2 separate regions of the Oryctolagus cuniculus genome follow, and region 2 is linked to region 1. A link is a contact called in public Hi-C data. All regions are on one chromosome and are shown on one strand. The core of a region is the stretch at or near the end of the contact, and the rest is flanking DNA. Distances in the headings are between cores, read along the strand shown. Region 1 overlaps JADE1 (jade family PHD finger 1). Region 2 holds the start of JADE1 (jade family PHD finger 1).

Evidence for each region. Hi-C and Micro-C count contacts between places; a contact is called where the count stands out from the background.
Region 2: a Hi-C map of an unstated tissue shows a contact between it and region 1, with 1.6 times the contacts expected there. The contact joins the promoter of JADE1 here to the enhancer-like site in region 1. A contact is called at or near these places in 3 of 6 Hi-C or Micro-C datasets (ear pinna, psoas muscle and an unstated tissue).

Annotation. Positions count from the first base shown.
Region 1 is chr8:35,907,222-35,912,011 of mOryCun1.1, forward strand. It overlaps JADE1 (jade family PHD finger 1), which reads right to left. Exons shown (of 11, transcript XM_051819883.2): 7 at 1,974-2,141; 8 at 28-144. Among named protein-coding and RNA genes, the nearest start is that of JADE1, 44 kb to the right of the region's middle. Within about 2 kb of position 3,155, at least 1 of the 8 cell types and tissues checked has an H3K27ac peak or open chromatin away from gene starts, as enhancers often do.
Region 2 is chr8:35,952,082-35,956,683 of mOryCun1.1, forward strand. JADE1 (jade family PHD finger 1) reads right to left here and starts at 1,564. Exons shown (of 11, transcript XM_051819883.2): 1 at 1,475-1,564.

The sequences.
Region 1 (4,790 bases), core at 1,905-4,404:
ATGCAGGAAAGAACATACAATAATTACCTGTATAGAGGCCCCAAACTTCTCATTGCAGAGGCTGCACACCAGCGCCCACCGACTGCTAGGGATATGAGACACCTTCGTGATGGGCTCCATCTTCTCAGGGCTGCCAATGCTCACCTGAGGTTCAAAAACAGCAAGACAGGGTGGACGGCCATCAGTGGCAGAGCATGAATGTTAAAACTGAAAGACACATTACTGGGGCTGATGGTGTGGTATGGCAAGTAAGGCCGCCACCTGCGATGCAGGCACTCCACGTGGGCGCCGTTTTGTGTCCCAGCTGCTCCACTTCCCATCCTGCTCCCTGCTAATGGCCTGGGAAAAGCAGTGGAAGACGGCCCAAGTGTCTGGGCCCCTGCCACACACATGCGATACCCAGATGAAGCTCCTGGTTTCTGGCTTCAGCCTGGCTCAGCCCTGGAAGTTGCAGCCACTTGGAGAGTTAGCCACTGAATATAAGACTCGTCTCTCTCTTTATAAGTCTTTTAAATTAATAAATGAATCTTCAAAAAAAAAAAAACAAAAAACTAAACCCAGTACTTCCCTGCTCCCCTCCTACCACACAGAGGCAAGCAGCAGCCACCCCTCCTAGAGGAAGCAAACCCCTACTTAGAAGCATCAGGGCGTGGGCATCTGCAGTTGCTGCTGGGGTGCCCCACGGGAGCCCCATCTCAGAGAGCAGGGTCTAGGCTGGAGCACCAGTCCCATTTCCAGCCAGTTTCCTCACTAATGCACACCCTGGGAGGCAGCCGGTGATGGCTCACATACCTGAGTCCCTGCCACCCACATGGGGACCCAGGCTGAGTTCCAGGTTCCTGGCTTGGGCCTGGCCCAGCCCCAGCTGTTGTAAGCATTCAGGGGATGATCAAGCAGATGGAAGATGATTGTTTCTCTTTTTCTATCTGCCTTTCATTTAGATAAAATCAATAAAAAATTACAAAGCTCTGCTGAAATTTCTGTAAAAAAATTATTCTGAAGTATCAGGGTGGCCTTGGGGGCCAGCTCAGGGCAGCGGGACATCCCAGGTGGGACCAACACTCAGACGACTGAGTTCTCACCAAGCCCCTGATGGCAAGGACTCCCATCTATCATGGGAATGCAATCCACATATACCTATGGCCCTCAATGGAGTTGTCAAGACTGAACACCTACCTTAAATTTATTTCAATAGGCTGTCAATAGTGGAGTAAATGTAAGCTATTTTTAATCCTCTCTCAGAAAACATTATTCAAAGTGGAAATTTACCAAGATAAAGAAGGTATCATCTTCGCATTCAGCCCAGATCACTGAGCTGTATCCTGTTAATACCAAACCACAAGGTCCAGGGCTATTGAGCCCCGAATCGTGAAACCTCGGTCCAAATCCTCCCCAGATAATTCTCCTCAGGAAGAAAAATGCACCAAAATCACACCCCCAAAATGCTGGAATCTGAATCACAAATGATATGCTCACAGCGAGCCATGCAAATTAAATTAGTCAAGGTCTGGGACTCGAAATAAATTAGACCAGACCTGAAATTAAAAAGGTTGAAGCTGAGGAAGAATTTAAATAAAAACCACAAAAGTGTGACCTAGAGTGGTGTTTTTTTTTTGTTTTTAAACCACAGTGGCGCCTTGAGCAGGGCTTGCCAAGCACAAGGATTTGCAGCCCATCCTGGAGGAATGATACGGGCACCCCCAAACCACAGGCACCGAATGCTCAGGTCTGTGCCGGGGAGGGGGCATATGCAATGGGATGGCAGCTCTGACGGGCAGGCAGGGCGAGGCGTGAGCACCATCCGGCCGAGCCCAGCCGCCGCTGCTGCCAGATCTGCCCACACACAGCAGCGAGGCGCCCCGGAGTCAGGTGCGGGGACACACAACTACAGGGTGTCCTTCCCCCCACCTGCCCAACCCCAGGTAAGAGGCCCCAGCACCTCCGGAGAAGCTGCTGTAAAGAACCACACTCACCTCGGGGATCCACAGGGCACAGCTGACGTGGACCCATTTGGTTCCGCTGCGGGTGGGCTTCATGGCCCCGCCCTTCTTAGGGCACAGCAAACATTTTGGTTGAACACCCAGGGCACACGTCCGGCACAGCCAGCTGCCCTCCGGCACCTTGAGGATTCCGTAACAGGCCTGTAACGCCGCGGCACGGCCCCGAGGGAGACAGAGAAACAGAGAGGATCGATTTTCCCCGTGACACCCAGCAAGGTAAAAACTCCCAGCAGGGCTGCCACATGGGGACCCGCTCCCTGCAGGCGGCCTCCGGGACCCCAGGGTGTCTGTGCTCTGAGGACACCCATGCAGTCACTGAGCACAGAAATCCTCAACGCGCCACGCAGGGTTAAGGCCTGCGAGGTGAGCTTCTCCCCGTAGTGAGGGGAAACCAGGCACTCGGTCCCCCAGGGCTGCCCCAGCGAGGCGGCGGTACAAAGGGGAAGCAGCTCAGGCTGTCCCCAGGCCAGGCACGCACACTCACCAGAGCCCACTCCTGTCCCAAGGGAACCCAAAAGACAGAGAAAAATGAGCCGATCGAAGAGAGACAGACTCTGGTCTTCTGAGCTGATATTTAAAACAAAGCCTATTTTGCCCAGGATGGCAAAAATTACCACAAAAAGGCATAAAATGCAGAAATCAAGGCTTTTGCAATGGAGGTAATTAAGAGAGTTTGAAGAGAGAAGAGGCGAGTGTTAAATAAGTGGGGAAACAGAAACCGCGGCGGCACCAGGAGCACACTCAGAGCGGCCTTGAGAAACCAACTGTTCCGAACTTTATCCTTAAATGAACTGGAAGTCAGGAAGCCGAGAGTCACGGCAACAGAGCTCGATCGAAGCCTCCAGACAGAAAAAACACAGCCGCCCCGCCATCGGAGCGCTCGGGACGCAGAGAGGAAACCACAAGGATGAGTGCCGGGCGCGGCACGGTAACACCAGGCCCGCGAGCGCGGGCGGCGCCATGAATAAGCCACTGTCCACACCGACCTAGTGGAAAAAACAGGGGTTTTTAAATGGAGCACAACTATTAAGGTTTCAAATACTAAAGGTCTGTAACAGACATTCTGGAGAATCTCATCTGGAAGACGTCATTTCTACACTGGAAAAGCAGGCCCGAGGTCGTTCTAAAGATCCAGTGAAGACTGTCTTCACGACAAGCCATGGAGGAGTTTCCCCAAAGAAAAACGCAGTAAATGCTAAGGAGAAGAGACTTACACGGATGGCGGAAGGGACAGCCACGGGAGCAGTGTCAGAAGCCCCTGGATCCAGGGCCCTCTGCAGCCCGCCCTCCCCCTGACCCTGATGCCCTGTAGCTCATTCATAGAACAGGGGTTTAACTGGTTCTCAAGCAGAATGGAAAATACGTAGAACAGCAGGAAAAATACTAAAAAGTCATCCAAGTAAATACAAGAAGCATCCGCGACAAACAAGCAGCAATCACAATATCGCAAAACTACCACGAGAAGTCTCCACTACCCCAGGGAAACTTGCCAGACAACCTGAAAACCCAGGTCCATGGTGGGCCGCAAGAGGACCACAGCAGTGGTCTCCTTGTCAGGATGAGCCGGGACACGGGCACGGCTGGCAGAATGTTCAGACTCCAATAAAGCCCAAGAGGCAGACAAATCGTACAGAAAAGAACAAGCCGGCGCCGTGGCTCAATAGGCTAATCCTCCACCATGCGGCGCCGGCACACCGGGTTCTAGTCCCGGTCGGGGCGCCGGATTCTGTTCCGGTTGCCCCCCTTCCAGGCCAGCTCTCTGCTATTGCCAGGGGGTGCAGTGGAGGATGGCCCAGGTGCTTGGGCCCTGCACCCCATGGGAGACCAGGAAAAAGCACCTGGATCCTGGCTCCTGCCATCGGATCAGCGCGGTGCGCCGGCTGCAGCGGCGGCCATTGGAGGGTGAACCAACGGCAAGGGAAGACCTTTCTCTCTCTGTCTCTCTCTCTCTCACTGTCCACTCTGCCTATCAAAAATTAAAAAAAAAAAAAAAAAGAACAATCCAGAACTTCACGGAGTAAACTGCGTTCTTCCTGAGGTCACCCCAGCAAGCAGCCTTTAAAGAGGTCTTTTAAATCTCAGCATCCACAGGTGGATTCAAAGGATTCAATAGCCAGGACGATGGCCTATTAAATGCTAAGGGCGTGTGTGGACACCCATCTCCATGCACATCTTAAAACTTCATTACTGCATGAAGTAATGCACTTTAGTCCTATGGATTTACCTTTCTGTGGCAAGCAAATCCTATCACCATCAGGAACGTTATCACCAAGGGGCTACTTTCTGCCCCCACAGAAACCATCTTAGAACGTGACCTCACTTAGAAACAGAATCACTGTAGATATGTGATTAAGATATGTGACTGATAGTGAAGACACACACACACACAGCTGATGTGACCACAAGGGCAGCTGTTAAGCCTAGGAGGCCAGCCAAAGGTGCTGGGGATCACCATCCACTAGGAGAAGTCAGGAGCATGGCCCCCCAACGACGCCTTTATCTTGAACTTCACCTTGAACTTTATCTAGAATTTCAAGCTTCCAGAACCATAAGACAATAAACTTCTGCTGCTTTAAACCACTCGGTCTGTAGTATTTTGGAAACTAACGTAACATACTAACTGCCTTTTCAAGGGTTGCTTTGTTTTCGCACTGTTCTTAATTGGATCCTCGCTTTCTGGTTGTAAAAGCAGCAAGAAATATTTCCAACCCTGTAAGAAGCTACCAGAGGGAATAAAAAAGATGTTCATACAGCACGTTTCTTCAAATCACTTAGGACGAGGAGAATGGA
Region 2 (4,602 bases), core at 314-2,813, 43 kb after region 1:
TTTGCAATCCGTTTTAAGTTCATGATTAATCGGTACTTTGCTCTACCAATGCAACTCCTGCCCGATTTGACCAGTGAAGGGTTTTACACTTTATGGTCCTGCTGCAAGTAAAAGATCTGATCCCTGGAATCTCATTTTGGAAGAATCTCATTGCCAAGCTGTCCCTCCACCCCCTTGCTCACTGCCCTTGAATTGATGCAATGAATATTTTGGACATGTGGTGACGCGGTGACAAGAGCGAGGACTGCGGCCACCCCGCACGGATGTACCTTCACACACCTATGATTGGACAAATACAGTCCTCCTTCCCACCCCCCCACCACCAACACGCACATACATACACGGTCACACGTACTCTGGATTCATATATGTACGCGAACCTGCGTTCTGCCATTGCCATCTGTCTACCAAGTTGCTACTATGCTTTCCACTTTCATGCAGCCTAAATGCACTTTGGCTTTTGAGAAAATTCTATCAACTAAAGCCAACTAAACTGGGCTCCTGCTCCTAAACGCGTTTAATTGACGATTCACCTGAAACCGGCATGTTCTTCGCAAATTCGAAAGAAGAGAAAGCTAAGTCTTCAGCCTCGCGATATGGAAAAAAAAAAAATCACCATCACAATAAAACTTACGGATCCAACACAGATCAATTTTCAGGATCCAAAAACCATCCTGTCCTCCTCCTCCTCCGGCCCCCGCCCCGGCAATGCCCAAGTTACTGGTGGGATAGTAACGCGGCACCGGCGGCTGCCTCCCTCCCTCCTCGCTGCATATCGACAACCCAATCTTTTGGCGCCATATTAATGACGTACTATATTATTTCCACTAGGCAGCGACCTTCGGCATTAAATTACTCCCGAGAACTCCCGAGCAAAGCAACAAAACCATCAAATATGGCTGAGCCTCTGGGCTCGTCCTGCAGCCGCCGCCGCGCCGCAGCCGCCGCCGCCGCCGCCGCCGCCGCCGCCGCGGGCCCAGGACGCGCACACGGACCCCCACGCGGACACGCGCGGACACCCGCGCGCCGCCCCCCGCCCCCGCGGCCCGCGCGCCTACCTGCTGCGGAGGGGTTCGGCCGAAGCGCTGGGCTCCGCGCCGCATGAGTTCGGGCCGCGGCGCACGGACGGGCGGGAGCCGGGCGGGCCCCTGCTCTCGCCGGCGCGCACACAGCCGGCACTCGCGCACGGAGGCACTCTCGGACGGGCGTTGGGCTTGTTATGGAGGGAGGACTGTGTGAATCAAACTCATTTCTGGGTCACTGCTGCCACAGGGGGGAGCACTTTAATCCCTTGCCAAAAGCAGAGGGTGGGGACGGGCGGGCGGGCGGGGGAGAGCGCGGGGAGCCCGCGGCGCGGGGGGCTCGGTCCCTGGTTAACTCTTCGCGGCCCTCGCCGCTGCTGGCTCGGCCTGTGTCCGCGGGCGCTCGCCGAGAGCGGCGGTGCGCAGCTCCCGAGGTCGCTTCCGTCACCTACCTTTGCAGCCTGCGAATTCTTGAGGTGTCTCCAAGGCGCAGGAGTGGGCTTTGAAAGGATCTCTTCGAGCTGCTGTCCCAGTTCCAACTCTTGTCTGAGCTTTAGAAATACATTCTTTCAAATTAGCGTAACATCATGGAGGTAAAAATGTGGCTAGTAAGGCGTGTAATTTGGGTGAAAGGTTTTGTTTTTAGGCGGAACGGCAGAATAGTTCTATTGTTTTTATAGTAACAGTTTTAGGGAGTTGCGGATTAGAATGACGTTTGTAAACAGGTAATCTACTTCTAGAAAAGGAACACCCTCTTCACCTAGATTCACGTGGAACTAACTACTCGTTGCAAATGGATATTAGTCCATCAAGAGATACGTGAGCATTTTTAGATAGATACCACAGTGCTATAGGACTGGACATCTTCCAAATATGAGGTTCCAGCCTAATGCTAAAACTAGAACTTGAGACTAATATAAAATTCATCATAATAGATTCATTTGGGGGGGTATTTATATGCAAAAATAAGTGGTTACTGGTTTTCCACAGAATACAAACTTGCTTTTAAATGTAGGGTAACAGATTTTTTTCACAGGTCCCCTAAGGAAACATGGGTGGGTGTGACATTGAGCTTCAAAAGGAAAAGGGAAAAAGTACAGATTAAAACTCCCATTCAATAAATGGGAACAGTGATTACTAATTACAAAATTGAATATCAAGCCCAAAAGGCATACTTATCCACTGCAATAATTCTGAATATATCAGATTTGATTTCACACAATCACACACCAACCCATACACCCACATCTAGAACATTATAATCTCATAAATGGCAAACAAAACTAATTGGGTATTTCAATTATTTCCAGAAAACAAAGTAAGCCAGTAGAAGTCTTAAGTACATGTCCTTCTCTCTTCCTCTCCTGTTTTACTAGAGTGTAAATACGGGCGATGCTGTTAAGAGCTGGGAAAAGCCACATGGCAGCTATCATCGTTACTATTAGCATAAGGTATTATACTGCAGTCACTGTTATTTTCAGTGGTGCACCCTGTACATACTGTCTGCAAAAGTAAAATTACACAGGCTTCAGGGGCAGGCACCTGAGGCATTTGGCACAGCAGTTAAGAAGCTATTTGAGTGTCCCATATGGGGGTGCCTAGGTTCAATTCTAAGCTCCAGTTCCAACTTCCTTTTAATGTGTACCCTGGGAGGCATCAGTGGTGAATCAAATAGTTGAGTCCCTACCACCAGCATGGGAGACCCAGGTTGAATTCCCAGCTCCCAGCTTGGGCCTGGCCAAGCTGTTACAGGCATTTAGAGGAGTGAAGCCGCAGAGCAAAGCTCTTTCTCTCTCCCTCTCTCTTTCTGTGTGTCTCTGTCTCTCTGTCTTTCAAATAAATAATAAAGGGTGGACATCGTGGCACAGCTAGTTAATTTACAAACACTTGGGGCTCCTGCATCCATATCAGAGTCCAAGTTCAAGTCTTGGCTACTCTGCTTCCAATCTGGCTTCCTGCTAATAGAACCTGGAAGGCAGCAGACAATAGCTCAAGTGCTTAGGTGCCTGCCACCTCTTTGGGACACCCAGGTGGAGTTCCAGGTTCCTGGTTTCAGCCTGGTTGAGTCCTGACTAATGTGGGCATTTTGGGATTTGGGAAAAAAACAGCAGATGTAAGATTTCTATCTCGCTCTTGCTATTCTTGCTCTCTCTTTCTTGCTCTTGCTTTGCCTTTTAAATAAAGACAACATTTTAAATAAAATAAAACAATTTTTTTTAAAAGTCCACTGGCTTCATAGCCAGACAATCCCTAGGTTGGATATGGCTCTCGCAGTTAGCAGCATGTGTTGTGGTTGCAACATATATTACAGGATTTCCCCAAGCCTCAGTTTGTTCCCAGGTAATGAAATGAGATTAATGGCTGGACTCTTACCTGAAGGACTGTTGAGAGGAATGAGATAACCACGTCAAACTACTAGAGCAGTCCCTGGCAGTAAGAAACTGCCCACTCCCACCCTGCCACCTCTGTGTCTGTCTCTTCCTTAATCACTTCTCCGTGGAAAAGTGCAACTTTTTAAAATTCCATTCAGCTTTACTTCTGTCATTTTGCTTTAAAGACTCTTCAGGGGTCCAGCACTGTGGCGTAGCGGGTAAAGCTGCCGCCTGCAGTGCCAGCATCCCAAATGGGCGCCGGTTCATGTCCTGGCCGCTCCACTTCTGATCCAGCTCTCTGCTATGGCCTGGGAAAGCAGCAGAAGATGGCCCAAGTGCTTGGGCCCCTGCACCCACGTGGGAGACCGGGAAGAAGCTCCTGACTCCTGCCTTTGGATGGGCATAGCTCCAACCCTTGCGGCCAATTGGGGGTGAACCAGCAGATGGAAGACCTCTCTCTCTCTCTCTCTCTCTCTCTCTCTGCCTCTCCTCTCTCTGTGTATCTCTGATTTTCAAATAAAATAAATAAATCTTAAAAAAATAAAGAATTTCAGGAGTGGGCATTGGTAGTAAAATGGTGCCAGGTGACCAGATGGCCCAACCACAGGTGTCAGCTCCACCCCCACCCTAATGGGATTTGCTACTCCTATTTCCCTGCCCCCTGCAAAGATATAATAGGACCTGCTTCCCACACACATCTCTCTCTCTCTCTCTTACTCTCTCACCCTCTTCCCCCTGTCAGGCTTCTCCCATCTGACAATAAACCTTTCTTCTAACTCTGGTGTTTGGTGTGTTTTGTGATGTCCTTACAGGCATTATGGCTTACCAGTTAAGACTGCTTGCGATGCCTGCACCCCATATCTGAGTGCCTGAGTTCCAGTTTCAGCTCTGGTCTAGATTCCAGCTTCCTGCTAATGTGCACCCTGGAAGGCAACAGGTAATGAATCAAGTAGTCAGGTCTACTTAGAGTAGTGTGAGAGACCAAGGTAGGGTTTGCGGCTCCTAGCTTAGACCTGGCCCAGCCCCAGCTGTTGCAGGCATTTGGAGAGTGAACTAGCCAGTGGCAGATATCGCTGGCTCTTTCTCTCTCTACTTTTCAATATTGAGCACCCACTCATAGTCCTGGGTGCTCCACCTCCAATACAGTTTCCCTGTTAATGTGCCTGAAAAGGCAGGGAAAGATAGCCCAAGTGCTTGAGTACCTGTTA